2 separate regions of the Oryctolagus cuniculus genome follow, and region 2 is linked to region 1. A link is a contact called in public Micro-C data. All regions are on one chromosome and are shown on one strand. Each heading gives the region's core, a stretch centred on a gene start, on an enhancer-like site or on the middle of the called end of the contact. The rest is flanking DNA. Distances are from core to core; before and after follow the strand shown. Region 1 holds the start of ABCD4 (ATP binding cassette subfamily D member 4). Region 2 holds the start of YLPM1 (YLP motif containing 1).

Region 1 (6,657 bases), core at 707-3,206:
GCCATGGCTCCAGCCAGGAGAATATCTGAATGGAGATACCCAAATGATACCGAGGTGAGAAAGTAGTCCTCCAATCGGATCCCCGATCCACAAATAATAAAGGCAAAACTGATGGATTTAATTTCATTATGATTAAATAGTTTTGTTCAACACAGTGTCTTAAAGAGCTGGAGCAGCTACGTGCAGTGTAAAAGCAACACAAACTGAATCCACAGCACACAACCTGTTCCTGCATACCAGGAAGCCGAGAAAGGATATAAACAGGCGATTCACAAAGAGGAAAAGCAGATGGCTAACCGACACGGGAACGTGAACACAGGGGGAGACCACCTTGCAGCCACGAGATCGGCACTCTCCAGACCAGACAAGCCCAAATGATACGGGCAACTGGAACCTTCTGCTGGGATGTACAAACGGGTGTAAGTGCTCCAGGGAACAACCCAGCAGATCAGAGGTGACCATGGGGACACACCTGCCAGAATGCTCCTGAACTGCGGTCTGTGGTGGCGAAAAGCTGGAAACAACCTAGGTCTATGGGGCGCAGAGGGTTAAAGTCCCGGCCTGCAGCACCGGCATCCCATGTGGGCGCTGGTTCAAGTCCCGGCTGCTCCACTTCCATCCAGCTCTCTACTACGGCCTGGGAAAGCAGTAGAAGATGGCTCAAGCACTCCTGTGGAAGACCCAGAAGAAGCTCCTGGCTCCTGGCTTTGGATCAGCTCAGCTCCAGCTATTACGGCCATTTGGGGAGTGAACCAGTGGATGGAAGACTCTCTCTCTCTGTAATGGAAGGAGGGAGGGAGGGAGGAAGGAAGAGGTCTATGCACATAGAGTGGCACCACACAGCACCCACAAGTGAGAACCAGAGTGCCCCACAGCACAGGATGACCTCAAATACACAACGTGGGGGCCGGCACCCATATGGGCACAGGTTCGAGTCCCAGTTGCCAGAAACTTCCTCCAGGTCTTCCCACACAGGTGCAGGACAGGTGCACGCCATCTTCTACTGATTTCCCAGGCCATGGCAGAGAGCTGGATCGGAAGTGGAGCAGCCAGGTCTCGAACCGGTGCCCATGTGGGATGCTGGCACTGCAGGCGGCGGCTTCACCGCAGGCTGCTCCACTTTCAATCCAGTTCCCTGCTGATGCACTTGGGAAAGCAGCGCAAGATGGCCTGAGTAGGAGACCTGGGTGAAGCTCCTGACTCCTGGCTTCCGCCTGGCCCAGCTCCGGCCACTGCCGCCATTTGGGGAGTGAACCAGCAGACGAAAGATTCTCTCTCTCTGTAACTCTACCTTGGAAATAAATATATAAATCTTAAAAAAAAAAAAAAAAAAAAAAAAAAAAAAAAAAACAAAAAACTGGAGGTAAATTTTTTTAATCACAGCATATTACCATTTCTATAAATTCAAAGTCACTGTTTTTAGGGTAACTTTTAAAGGTGACTGTAAAAACCCTCCCTCACCACAGCACGGCGGTGGGTGTCTGAGAAGGGGAGAGAAGGGGACAGAACCGCAAGGACGATCATAAAAGGAGGGGTTGGCACCATCAGTCCTGCGCACCCAGAGAATGCCAGTTGCGAAGGCGAGAGCCCACAAGCAGGGAGCAGGCGGCGACGGACTCCGCGCCAAGGCTGAGGGGCAGCAGCGGGGCAGTGCAGCCCCGGATCCCACAGGAGGGCGGGCGCCCTGCGCGGCCACCTGAGCCGGGAAGGGGGCTCAGCGCGGCGGAGCGGGCGCGTCCGCCGCCACATCCCCGGGCAGGACGCCCCAGACCCAGCTCGCCTCCCAGCCGCCTGCTCACCTGGCGCCGGCTCCAGGCGCGGGCCCCGGGACCGCCATGACCCCGAGTCCTACTAGCGAGCGATCACTGCGGTCCCCGGGTCGGCTCCGGGCAGAGTCCGAGGCGCTCGCGGCCGGCCCGGGAGGGGCGGGGCCCCGGCGACCACAGAGACGGCGGCGGATAGAGAGGACGCATCGCTCCCGGAAGCGACCGACCTCTCCGAAACCTACCAAAGAGAGCCCAGGGTGGATTAGGCCAACCCGACGGCTAGAGCGCCCCCTTCTGGACCTGGAAGGTTTCCCCTTGGACAACCGGCCCCTGGCTATGTAACTTTTTTTTTTACAAGAATTTTAGATTTTTAATCTAGTAGATGTTTCACACATTGCTCCAGAGAAGCCAGCGCGATCTTTAAAAAAACACTGATCAAGGGCCGGCGCTGTGGCATAGCGGGTAAGGCAGCTGCCTGCAGTGGCGACATCCCATATGGGATGTTCGAATCCCTGTTGCTCCTCTAATGATCCAGCTCTCTGCTGTGGCCTGGAAAAACAGTAGAAGATGGCCCAAGTGCTTGGGCCCCGGCACCCATGTGGGAGACCCGGAGGAAGCTCCTGGCTCCTGGCTTTGGATCAGCACAACTCTGGCCATTGCAGCCAATTGGGGAGTGAACCAGCAGATGGAAGACCTCTCTCCCTCTCTCTGCTTCTGCCCCTGTCTCTCTGTAACTCTGCCTTTCAAATAAAATAAATAAATTTTTAAAAAGAAAAAGAAAAAACAGATCAAGTTTCCAATTGCAGTGGAAATAAAATCTGAACATCATTGTTCCTTCTAGCTGGGTTTTGTTTCTTTTTTTTTTTTTCTTTTATTTATTTGACAGAGTTAGACAGTGAGAGAGAAAGGTCTTCCTTCCGTTGGTTCATTCCCCAAATGGCTGCCTTGCCTCAGCCAGCACTGCACCGATCCAAAGCCAGGAGCCAGGAGCTTCTTCCTGGTCTCCCATGCAGGTGCAGGGGCTCAAGCACCTAGGCCATCCTCCGCTGCCCTCTGGGGCCATAGCAGAGAGCTGGACTGGTAGAGGAGCAACCGGGACTAGAACCTGGTGCCCATATGGGATGCCAGCACTGCAGGTGGAGGATTAGCCTAGTGAGCCATGGCACTGGCCCACTGGGTTTTATTTCAAGATTTATTTATTTCAAAGGCAGAATGACAGAGGGAGAGGGAGACACACACACACACACACACACACACACACATGTCTTCCTTCCATTGGTTCACTCTACATGGCCACAATAACCAGGACTGAAGCCAGGAACCTGGACTTCATCATCTCCCACGTGGGTGACAGGGACCCAGGCACTTGGGCCACCATCAGCTGCCTTCCCAGGTCCATTAGCGGGAGTCCTGACTGGAGCCTAAGTAACTGAGACTCTAATCAGCACTCAGCTGTGGGAAGCAGCCTCACTGGGCGGTTAGCCCAGGCCGTCGTGTGGGCCACTTGCTCATTTCTGCTCAATGAAGGGCCACTGTGTTTCAGCCTCAGGGTCCTTGCAGCTGCCTCTGCTGGATCACGCTGCCCCCAGGCCTGGAGCTTCCCACTGCTGGTGCTTGCTCATCAGCAGCTGAGACGCCCCGTGTACCCCCTACCTGGAATATGTGGTCCTACCCCCTCATTCCCTCATGCGTTACCCTTTTATATTCATGCTTGTTGTGATCTAAAATGGTCTTGTTTCCTTATTTATTGTGTATCTTCCCCTATCAGAATAAACTTTATGGGGCCAGCACTGTGGCATAGCAGATAAAGCTGCCGCCTACAGTGTAGGCCTGCCATACAGGCACCGGTTCGAGTCCCAGCTGCTCCACTTCTAATTCAGCTCTCTGATATTGGCTGGGAAAGCAGTGGAAGATGGTCCAAGTCCTTGGGCCCCTGCATCCGGGTGGGAGACCGGGAAGAAGCTCCTGGCTCCTGGCTTTGAATCAGCACAGCTCTGGCCATTGTGGCCATCTGGGAAGTGAACCAGCAGATGGAAGACCTCTCTCTCTCTCTCTGCCTCTCTCTGTAAATATACCTTTTGAATAAATAAATAAATCTTAAAAAAAAAAAAAAAACTTTATCAGAGCAGGGACTCTGCCTACTGTCTGCTAATTCCCCAGTACCTAGAACACTGCTAGTGTGTAGGAAATGCTCAATAACATTTTAAAGTGTTGAAGGGCTGACATGGTGGCATAGCAGGTAAAGCCATTGCTTGTGACGCAGGCATCCCATATAGGCACTGGTTCCAGTCCTGGCTGCTCCACTTCGGATCTAACTCTGTGCTGGTGGCCTGGGAAAGCAGTGGAAGACGGCCAAGTCTTTGGGCCCTGCCACCACATGGGAGACAGAGGAGGTTCCTGGCTCCTGGCTTTGACCTGGCCCAGCCCCTGTTATTGTGGTCATTTGGGGAGCAAACCATGGAAGGAAAACCTCTCTCTATATATATCCTCTCTCTTTCTCCCTCTCTCTCATTCTTTCTTTTTCTCTCTCCTCATCTCTGTCTCTCCCTCTCTTTCTGTAACTCTGCCTTTCAAATAAAAATAAATGAATCTTTAAAAACATTAAGTGTTAAGTGAATGAAATGCCTATCAACCGACTACAGGACTCAAAGAGAAGTTCAAGCAGCAGGCTCCCAGAACCCCAGCTTTGAACGTGGTGCACCTCCCCACCTTCCCTCCTCCCCGCCTTCAGTCCTCATGAAGTGTCAGCTCCATGCGGAGCGCGCGACGACACCCACGTCTCACCTGTCTGCCTGGAGCCTCCTTGGAGCTGGGAAGGTGGAGCAGCTGTGACAAAGGCACCTGCCAGCCTTCTAATTCTTTGTTGGGCAGGCTCCTCAACACCTCGTACTGAGCCGTGTCCTAGGCCTCTGCCCACTGGAAGCCAGCGGCGCTCCCACCTGCCCAGCCCTGTTAACTAAAAAATGTCTCTAGACAGTGCCACATGTCCCTGCGGCTGGGGAGGAGCAGGACCCAGTGTTGCCCCACCCCAAGCGTTGAAGACAGAAAGCATCCTACTTGGGGATGATGGGAGTCTGTTACTTTGGAAACCAAATAAGCATGTCAAATGGAAAATTTTTGATAAATTAACAAGCCAATCAAAGCAAGCAACCTCGCCCCTCTAGGGCAATCCAGGTTTACACCTCTTGGCGTCTTTCACTCTCAGAAATGCCCTGGTTGGCTGGTGGGCCTTGGGCACAGCAGTGGAGACATCACTTCGATACCCGCATGCCTTATCGGAGCGTCTGTGGGAGCCACAGCTCTCTCACAATTCTGGCTTCCCGGGAGCAGCCGGGAGGGCTTAAATACCGGGGCCGACACCCACCTGCGAGCCCCAGATTGAACTCGCAGCTCCTATCTTTGGCCTAGCCCAGCGCTGGCTGTTGCAGGTACCTGGGGAGGGCACCAGCCAACGGGAGAGCTCTCTCTCTCTCTGCCTCTCAACTATAAAAATTAAAATTCACAGAAACTTAAAAAAATTTTAAAAAGCATAAACCAACCAGACAAAAATACAGAGACCGCTGTCTTTGCTTGTTTTCTGCTTGCCTTGAACTTCTTTAGCTATTAGACTCCTGCTCTGCTTCCTCACCCTCGCACATAAAAGGAAGACAAGTTGGTCTTTCTTAAAAGGGAAAATGATTCCATAACAACAGTTTTAGATGAAGCAGCCGTTTCGCTTCTGGACTCCTCTTACAGATGATTAGCCCAGGGGCAAAGGGGCCAACACAAAGACATCTCTGCAGCTGGGGAGGCAGTGGCAAAACCGGGAAGCAACCAGAGTGTGGCCCAGGAGGACGGTGAAACAAAATAAGTATGCTCACTCTGTAGAGTACGCTTGTACCGCCTCTGGCCAGAATGGGAGAGGTAGTGCCAGCACTGCTGGGACTCACACCCCAGACTTCAAAGCCAGGTTACGTGGGTTCAGATCCCCACTCTTCCAGTAATCTCTGTGTGACCTGGGGCCAGTTGCCTCAGTTTCCTAATCTGTGGAATGGAGGCACAGTCTTTCTTACCTCAGAGGGCTGTTGTGGGAAACACATAGGGAAACAGGAAGTATTTAGACAATTCCGGGCAATCCTGAGTGGGGGGTGGGGGTGTTGTGCAGCAGATTGGGCCACTACTTGGGAATCCTCCATGCCCTGTCAGAGTGCTGGTCCCAGCCCTGGCTGCTCTGCTTCTGATCCAGCTTCCTACTAATGCAAATCCTGGGAGACAGCAGATGATGGCCCCTGACTCCCAGGTGGAAGACCTGGATGGAATTCTGGGCTCCTAGCTTTAGCCCAGTACTGGCTGTTATGGGCATTTGGGGAGTGAGCCAGCAGATGGAAGATCTTTCTCTCTCTCTCTCTCTCTCTCTTTCCCTTTCAAATAAATAAATAAATCTTACAAAAAAAAAAAAAGCTAAATATTCCATTATTACATCATAGACGTGCTGTATTTTTTGTTTGTTTTTAAAGAATTTAATTGAAAATTTTGCAAGTACATGGTAAAACAGCTTCATGCAAGGTGATGGAGCACATAACAATCGTCTGTCCCATCCCAGGGGTGACCGCTATTCTAAGGAATCGTCCCAGAAGTGTTTTATGTACGTGCAAGCTTATGTTTTACTATGTGTGTGTATACATATATAGTTAACATTTTTATTTATTTTGATTTATTTGAAAGGTCTCCCATGTGGGTGGCAGGAATTCAAGTATTTAACCCATCATCTACTGCCCCCCAGAGTGCTCGTTAGCAGGAAGGTGGAATCAGGAGGGAGCTGGGGCCTGAACGCAGGCACAGGCATTCTGATACGGGGTGCAGGCGACCAAGCTGCCTCAAGGTGCCAGACACCCACCCCTGTGTTCCTGTA
Region 2 (6,228 bases), core at 1,171-3,670, 370 kb after region 1:
GTGCAGTGGTCAGCTCCGGTCTCCGCCCTCATCATCCCATGGTGTTCTCCCTGTGTGTCTCTGTGTCTTCACATGGCTACTCTATGATAAGAACATGAGTTATATTGGATTGGGGCCCATACTTTTCAAGTATGACCTTATTTTGACTAATTACTTCTGTACCTATCCTATTTGCAAATAACGCCACATTCTGAGGTACTGAGCGTTAGAATAATCAACATATCTTTCTGGAGAGACAAAATTCAACTCTTAACAGAGGTGATAGTAGTGGATGCTTGTTCTTGATCTTCATGGGAAAATATTCAACTTTTCACCCATAAGCATGACCTTTGCCATAGTTTTTTAGTAGATATTCTTTATCAGATTAAGCAGGTTCCCTGTATTTCTGGCTTGCTAACGTTTAAATTAAGTTTCAAATTAAGTTTTAATTTGAAAAATGTTTAAATATTTGTATTTATAATTTATTTATAAATTTATAATTTATAAAATGTTTAAACTATTATCTGATTAGTCAGTTCAAGCTAATACAATTATTTGATTAGATTAAGAGATTATTTGGAAGTCAGAGTTACAGAGAGTGAGGGAGAGAGACAGAGAGATCTTCCATCAGTGGTTCACTCCCAAGACGGCCACAAAGGCCGGGACTGGGCCAGGCTGAAGCCAACAGCCAGGAACTTCATCCACGTATCCCATGTGGGTGTAGGGGCCCAGGGTCTCAGGCCATCTCCCAGTTTTTTCCAGACCATTAGCAGAGAGCTGTATTTAAAGTGGAGCAACCTGAATACAAACTGTTGCACACAGGGGATGCTGGCATTGCAGGCAGCGGCTTTACCTGCTATGCCACTGTATTGGCCCCTAATTTGAAATTTATAAAATTCTTTTTCCACGGGGCTGGCACTGTGGTACAGCAGGTTAATGCCTTGACTTGAAGTGCTGACATCCCATATGGGTGCCGGTTCAAGACCTGGCTGCTCTACTTTCTGTCCAGCTCTCTGCTGTGGCCTGGGAAAGCAGTGGGGGATGGCCCAAGTCCTTGGGCCCCTGCACCCGCGTGGGAGACCTGGAAGAAGCTCCTGGCTCTTGGCTTCAGATCGGTGCAGCCAATTGGGGAGTGAACCATCGGATGGAAGACCTCTTTCTCTCTCTCTCTCTCTGGTTCTCCTCTCTCTGTGTAACTCTGACTTTCAAGTAAAATAAAATAAATCTTTAAAAAAATTCTTTTTCCACATCTAATAAGATGACTGTGGTTTTCTTCTTTAGTCTATTACTATGTGAATTACATTTACTTATTCATTTATATTTCAGAAGAGAATTTCAATCCAAAAGTTAAAAATACAACTCTGGGATTTCTGGGTTGGGTAATGTTCTATTTCCTGATCCGTGTACTGCTTCCTGCTAATGTAACTAGGAAGGCAGCAGGATGGACCAACTAGTTGGTCCCCTGTAACCCTTGTGGGAGACCTGGGTGGAGTTCCTAGCTCCTGGCTTCAGCCTGGCTCAGACCTGGCTGTTGGAGCCATTTGGGGTGTGAACCAGTAAACAGAAGACTCTGTCTTGCCCTCTCTCTGTTGCTCTGCCTTTCGAATAAATAAACAAATATATTTTTTAAAAAATCTGTTTTGTAGTTTTTGTCCCCCAGAATTCATTTTATCAGCTTTGCTTCTCAATAATTCATTCAAGCCAAAGAAGGAGCTGTTTAGTGTTATGCTGGACATTTTTGAAAGATTATCTCCTGGTAATCTTTTCTAGACAATCGCTGTGGCTGGTTTCTGCTATCTTTGCTTTAGCTCTGAGGGTCTCCGACGTGGATTTGTGTGTGTGTGTGTGTGGGTGGGTGGGTGGATTCTAAAGAATTCTTTCTCCTCTTTAACACCACCTGCAGATGCTTCCTATTGTATGCCCGCAGGAATTGGTGCAGTCTTACATTCCGCCTTCGAAATAGGTTCCATTCTTCACAACTTTGTCCCCAGTTGGATTTTTGGATAGAACTGAGCTAAGTCTATCCATTTAATGTGGGGAGAACTGGCATCTTTTCACTCAGGACCATGGGAAACCTACCCATCATTTCAAGTCTGAGATTCTGCAGATTTCTTCATATAAGCGCTACATATTTACTGGAGTTGTTTCTCGTTGTTTTGTGTTTTATGTTGTTGTTGCGATTGTTGCTATTGTGAATGGAACCTCTTTTTTTTTTTTTTTTTCATTCAAAAATGAACCCGTGGAGCGGTAGGATCTCTGTCCCCCTTTCAGCTGAGAGACTCTATGGTTCCTCGGTTCTATGAGAACATTCGACGCGCGCCTGCATTATCGGACCCTGACGGAAGATGGCAATCGCGAGTCAGCAAGTAATGGGCCGCTCTATCTCGCCTTTGTTCTCCTCTCGCTGCTCCTGCGCAGGCGTAGTCGGTCCAGTCCCGTCCCCGCCTTCCCGGTCGCAGGCCCAGTTCGGTAGCGCCGGCGCACTGGCGCGCTCCGTTTACACGCTCCGGGGCCTGTAGGCGCCGCGAGTTCCGGCTGTCGCCGTCGCCGCCGCGGCTCCTGGAGGTCGGTTGCGACGAGTAACGGCGTCAGGACGGGCCTTGCGCCTCTTTTTTTGATATGTACCCGAATTGGGGCCGGTATGGCGGTAGCAGCCACTATCTGCCGCCGCCGGTCCCGCCGCCGCCTCCGGTGGCGCTTCCTGAGGCCTCGCCGGGGCCCGGGTACTCGAGCTCGACGACTCCCGCGGCCCCTTCCTCTTCGGGCTTCATGAGCTTCCGCGAGCAGCACCTGGCGCAGCTCCAGCAGCTGCAGCAGATGCACCAGAAGCAAATGCAGTGCGTGCTCCAGCCCCACCACCTTCCTCCGCCCCCGCTGCCGCCCCCGCCGGTGATGCCCGGGGGCGGCTACGGAGACTGGCAGCCGCCGCCGCCACCGATGCCCCCGCCACCCGGGCCGGCCCTCAGCTATCAGAAGCAGCAGCAGTACAAACACCAGATGCTCCACCACCAACGAGACGGGCCTCCTGGTTTGGTTCCGATGGAGCTGGACTCTCCCCCTGAGTCTCCCCCTGTACCGCCCGGGTCCTATATGCCCCCCTCTCAATCCTACATGCCCCCGCCTCAGCCGCCACCCTCGTACTATCCCCCGTCCTCGTCTCAGCCCTACCTGCCTCCCGCTCAGCCGTCCCCGTCGCAGTCCCCACCTTCCCAGCCCTACCTGGCGCCCACCCCTTCTTACTCCTCCTCCTCCTCTTCCTCGCAATCCTATTTGAGCCATTCCCAGTCCTACTTGCCCTCTTCTCAGGCGTCTCCCTCCCGCCCCTCCCAGGGCCATTCTAAAGGCCTGCTCCCCCCGCCGCCACCGGCCACCCCTGCTGGCCCTAAGACAACTGTCCGGCAAGAGCCTCTGGACAGCGGGGCCAAGAACAAGAGTGCTGAGCAGCAGCAAGCCGCCCCTGAGCCAGATCCCTCCACGATGACTCCACAGGTAAGAGGGCTTGGTCCCTACAAGGCTCTAGGCGAACAGGCCCGGGGGGCTTTAACCGGTGCTTAGCCTGATTCCAGCACACAACGACCAGCTAATTTGCACTCCAAGAGTGGCCTGACTGGACGGTGTGTTACTAAAGGAACAGTGTTGGAAGATGTGTCTGCACACCGCAGAGTAGTGGGCTGGCTCCAGAGTTGCTTTTCAGGTTTATTGCTTGATTTTCTTTGCCCAGCCAACTACACGTCCTGTTGCCGCTGCAGAGGGCCTTGCTTTGGAGTTGGGCTTTCACTACACTTTCCATTTTCGAGGAAGCATCACAAGGAAGCTCCTCACAGGGCTGACCCTTAAATGCATGGAAATCCATGGCCAGTCTGCTTTTAAAACAGCAACGACGGCATTCTTTAGGGGCCCAGGATAGCTGTCAGCTTCCTGAATCAAGAGGTCTCAGCAAGCCAAGGCTGGAGATCTTGTCAGGAGCATCCTGATAGGCTTAGAGCTACACGTGCAGTACATAGGTGAGGCTGTCTGCCAGGGCTGTGTTGGTCCATTGTGGGAATTCACCTGTACATCCTTTTCTCCCATTACTTGCGAGATAGTTTTATGACCTGACCAGTTTATTTCATTTAATTGTTGCTGCCACTCACTTCAAAGTAATAGCTGTGGAATTTGGCCAAGGTAGAGGAAAGTTTAGTGAGAGAGCCCTTCCTGCGAACTTCTGCCCGCAGAGCAGCGGCTGACAGGGTCATGGAAATAAGTAAATTTCTCTGTAAAGGAAGGTAGGGCTAAAGTGGAATAACTCATTTATTATGATTTCTTAACATAACGCTTCTAGCTGTTACCTATGTTACAATTGCTAAGGCAAAAAAGAAAATCTTAGAAATACAAGCTCAGCTTTGCGTAGGAAAGCTTTCCACAAGATGGGGATGCAGGGTTTGAATTTCACGTGTTTGGCATTAGAAAACGAGGACAGGAGCAGTGGCTTTGTGAATGATGCTTGGCACAGCATCAGGAGAAGACGCTTGCGATTCTGTTCTACGAACAGTAGAGTAAGTGGTTCTGTCGGCCCACACCAAATCTCTACCATCCCACTGGGTTGGTTCCCCCAGGTTGCTCTGTTATCCAGTGCCTTTGTTGTCAAACTGTCAGAGTTCGTTCAAGCCAAAATGTGACATTTATAGCCTTGTCTCTACTCCTAGACTGCTTTTCTGGCCTTATAGAGAAACACATGAATTATATTTTGGGAGTTTTAAAAACTCCGTTTGAAAAGAAGAGAGAATATAAGAATTGCACATCCGCTAGTTCACTCCCCAAATGCCTACAACAGCCAAAGCTAGGAGTGTTTCTGACAGTTTTTGGAGAGGAGAGTATGTGTCAAACTGGGTCCCGATATAAACACCCACCATAAACACTGCTTTTGGTTTTCTGCCCTTGTACCCTTGTGTGTGATGATCTTTATTAAGTGCCTTAAATATGCATATTCTATGCCTTCATTCTGGTTTTAAAGACTTACTTATTTGAAAGGCAGAGTTACAGAGAGGGAGATCTTGCTTCCACTGATTCACTCCCCAAATGGCCTCAACGGCTGGGGCTGGGCCAGGCCAAAACCAGGAACCTGAACTCCATGCAGGTCTCCCACGGGGGTGGCAGGGGCCCAAGCACTTGGGGCATCCTCTGCAGCTTTCCCAGGCACTTTCACTGGGAGCTGGATTGGAAGTGTAGCTGCCGGGACTGGAACCAAAGCTCATATGGGATGCTAGCGTCTCAGGCAATGTCTTAACTTGCTGTGTCACAACACTGACCCCCGTACCTCCATTCTGAAAGGCAGAATGAAAGTGGTAGAAGATGAGGATTAAGGGTGAGTGTATATGGACCAGGTCAAGAAAGACCTTGTAAACTTGTGGCTCTTTTAGCTTTGTGTAGAATTCGTCCCAACTCTTTGACAGTAGAGTTGGATCTGTTTCAAGGCCATCTCCAGTAGCAAGGTCTCCATGAAGCCTTACCTGACCTTACCCATCTGGTTTGGTTCTTCTCTTCAGATTGGAAGTCCCTTGCAGACAGGGACTGTTTTGCTTATTTTATTAATTTCCTTTAGCACCTAGGATAGTGCTTTGCAAATTGTAGACTCTGCACAAGATTTGTTGGAGACACAGAATTTGTCATGCTCTAAGCTTAAAATACTTTGGTTTATTATATGAAAATCTTTTTTTTTATAAGTTTTATTTGTTTATTTGAAAGGCAGAGTGACAGAGGAAGAGACAGACGCAGAGTTCTTCCATCCACTGGTTCAATACCCAAATGGCCACAACAGCTGGGGCTGTCCCACTCTTTTTTTTTTTTTTTTAATGTATTTTAAGTTATACAAGTTTCATATATTTCATATATACAGATTTAGGAACATAGTGGCACTTCCCTGATACCCTCTCTCCCACCCACATTCCAATCCTTCTTCCCTCCCCCTCTCATTCCCTCTCTGAATTTTTACAAAGATTTATTTTCAGTTTACTTAATGATTGTATAGTTAACCCTACTCTTAAGAGTTCAACAAATAGTATGAAGAGGAAAAAAAGAACACTGTCCCTCAACAAGAGAGACAAGGGCTATGAACATCATTGAATCTCTAAATGTCTATTTCACTCCAAAACATTACACTTTAGGTACTCTGAGTTACCTTGGATCAGGAAAACATGATATATGTCTTTTGGGGACTGGCTTGTTTCACTAAGTGTAATGGTTTCCAGTCGCATCTATTTTGTTGCAAAA

Evidence for each region. Hi-C and Micro-C count contacts between places; a contact is called where the count stands out from the background.
Region 2: a contact with region 1 is called in a Micro-C map of ear pinna, with 7 times the contacts expected there. The contact joins the promoter of YLPM1 here to the promoter of ABCD4 in region 1. A contact is called at or near these places in 2 of 6 Hi-C or Micro-C datasets (ear pinna and an unstated tissue).

Annotation. Positions count from the first base shown.
Region 1 is chr20:20,451,440-20,458,096 of mOryCun1.1, forward strand. It overlaps ABCD4 (ATP binding cassette subfamily D member 4), which reads right to left and starts at 1,957. Exons shown (of 19, transcript XM_008272052.4): 1 at 1,800-1,957. The coding sequence starts at 1,837.
Region 2 is chr20:20,818,801-20,825,028 of mOryCun1.1, forward strand. YLPM1 (YLP motif containing 1) reads left to right here and starts at 2,421. Exons shown (of 20, transcript XR_011384926.1): 1 at 2,421-3,468.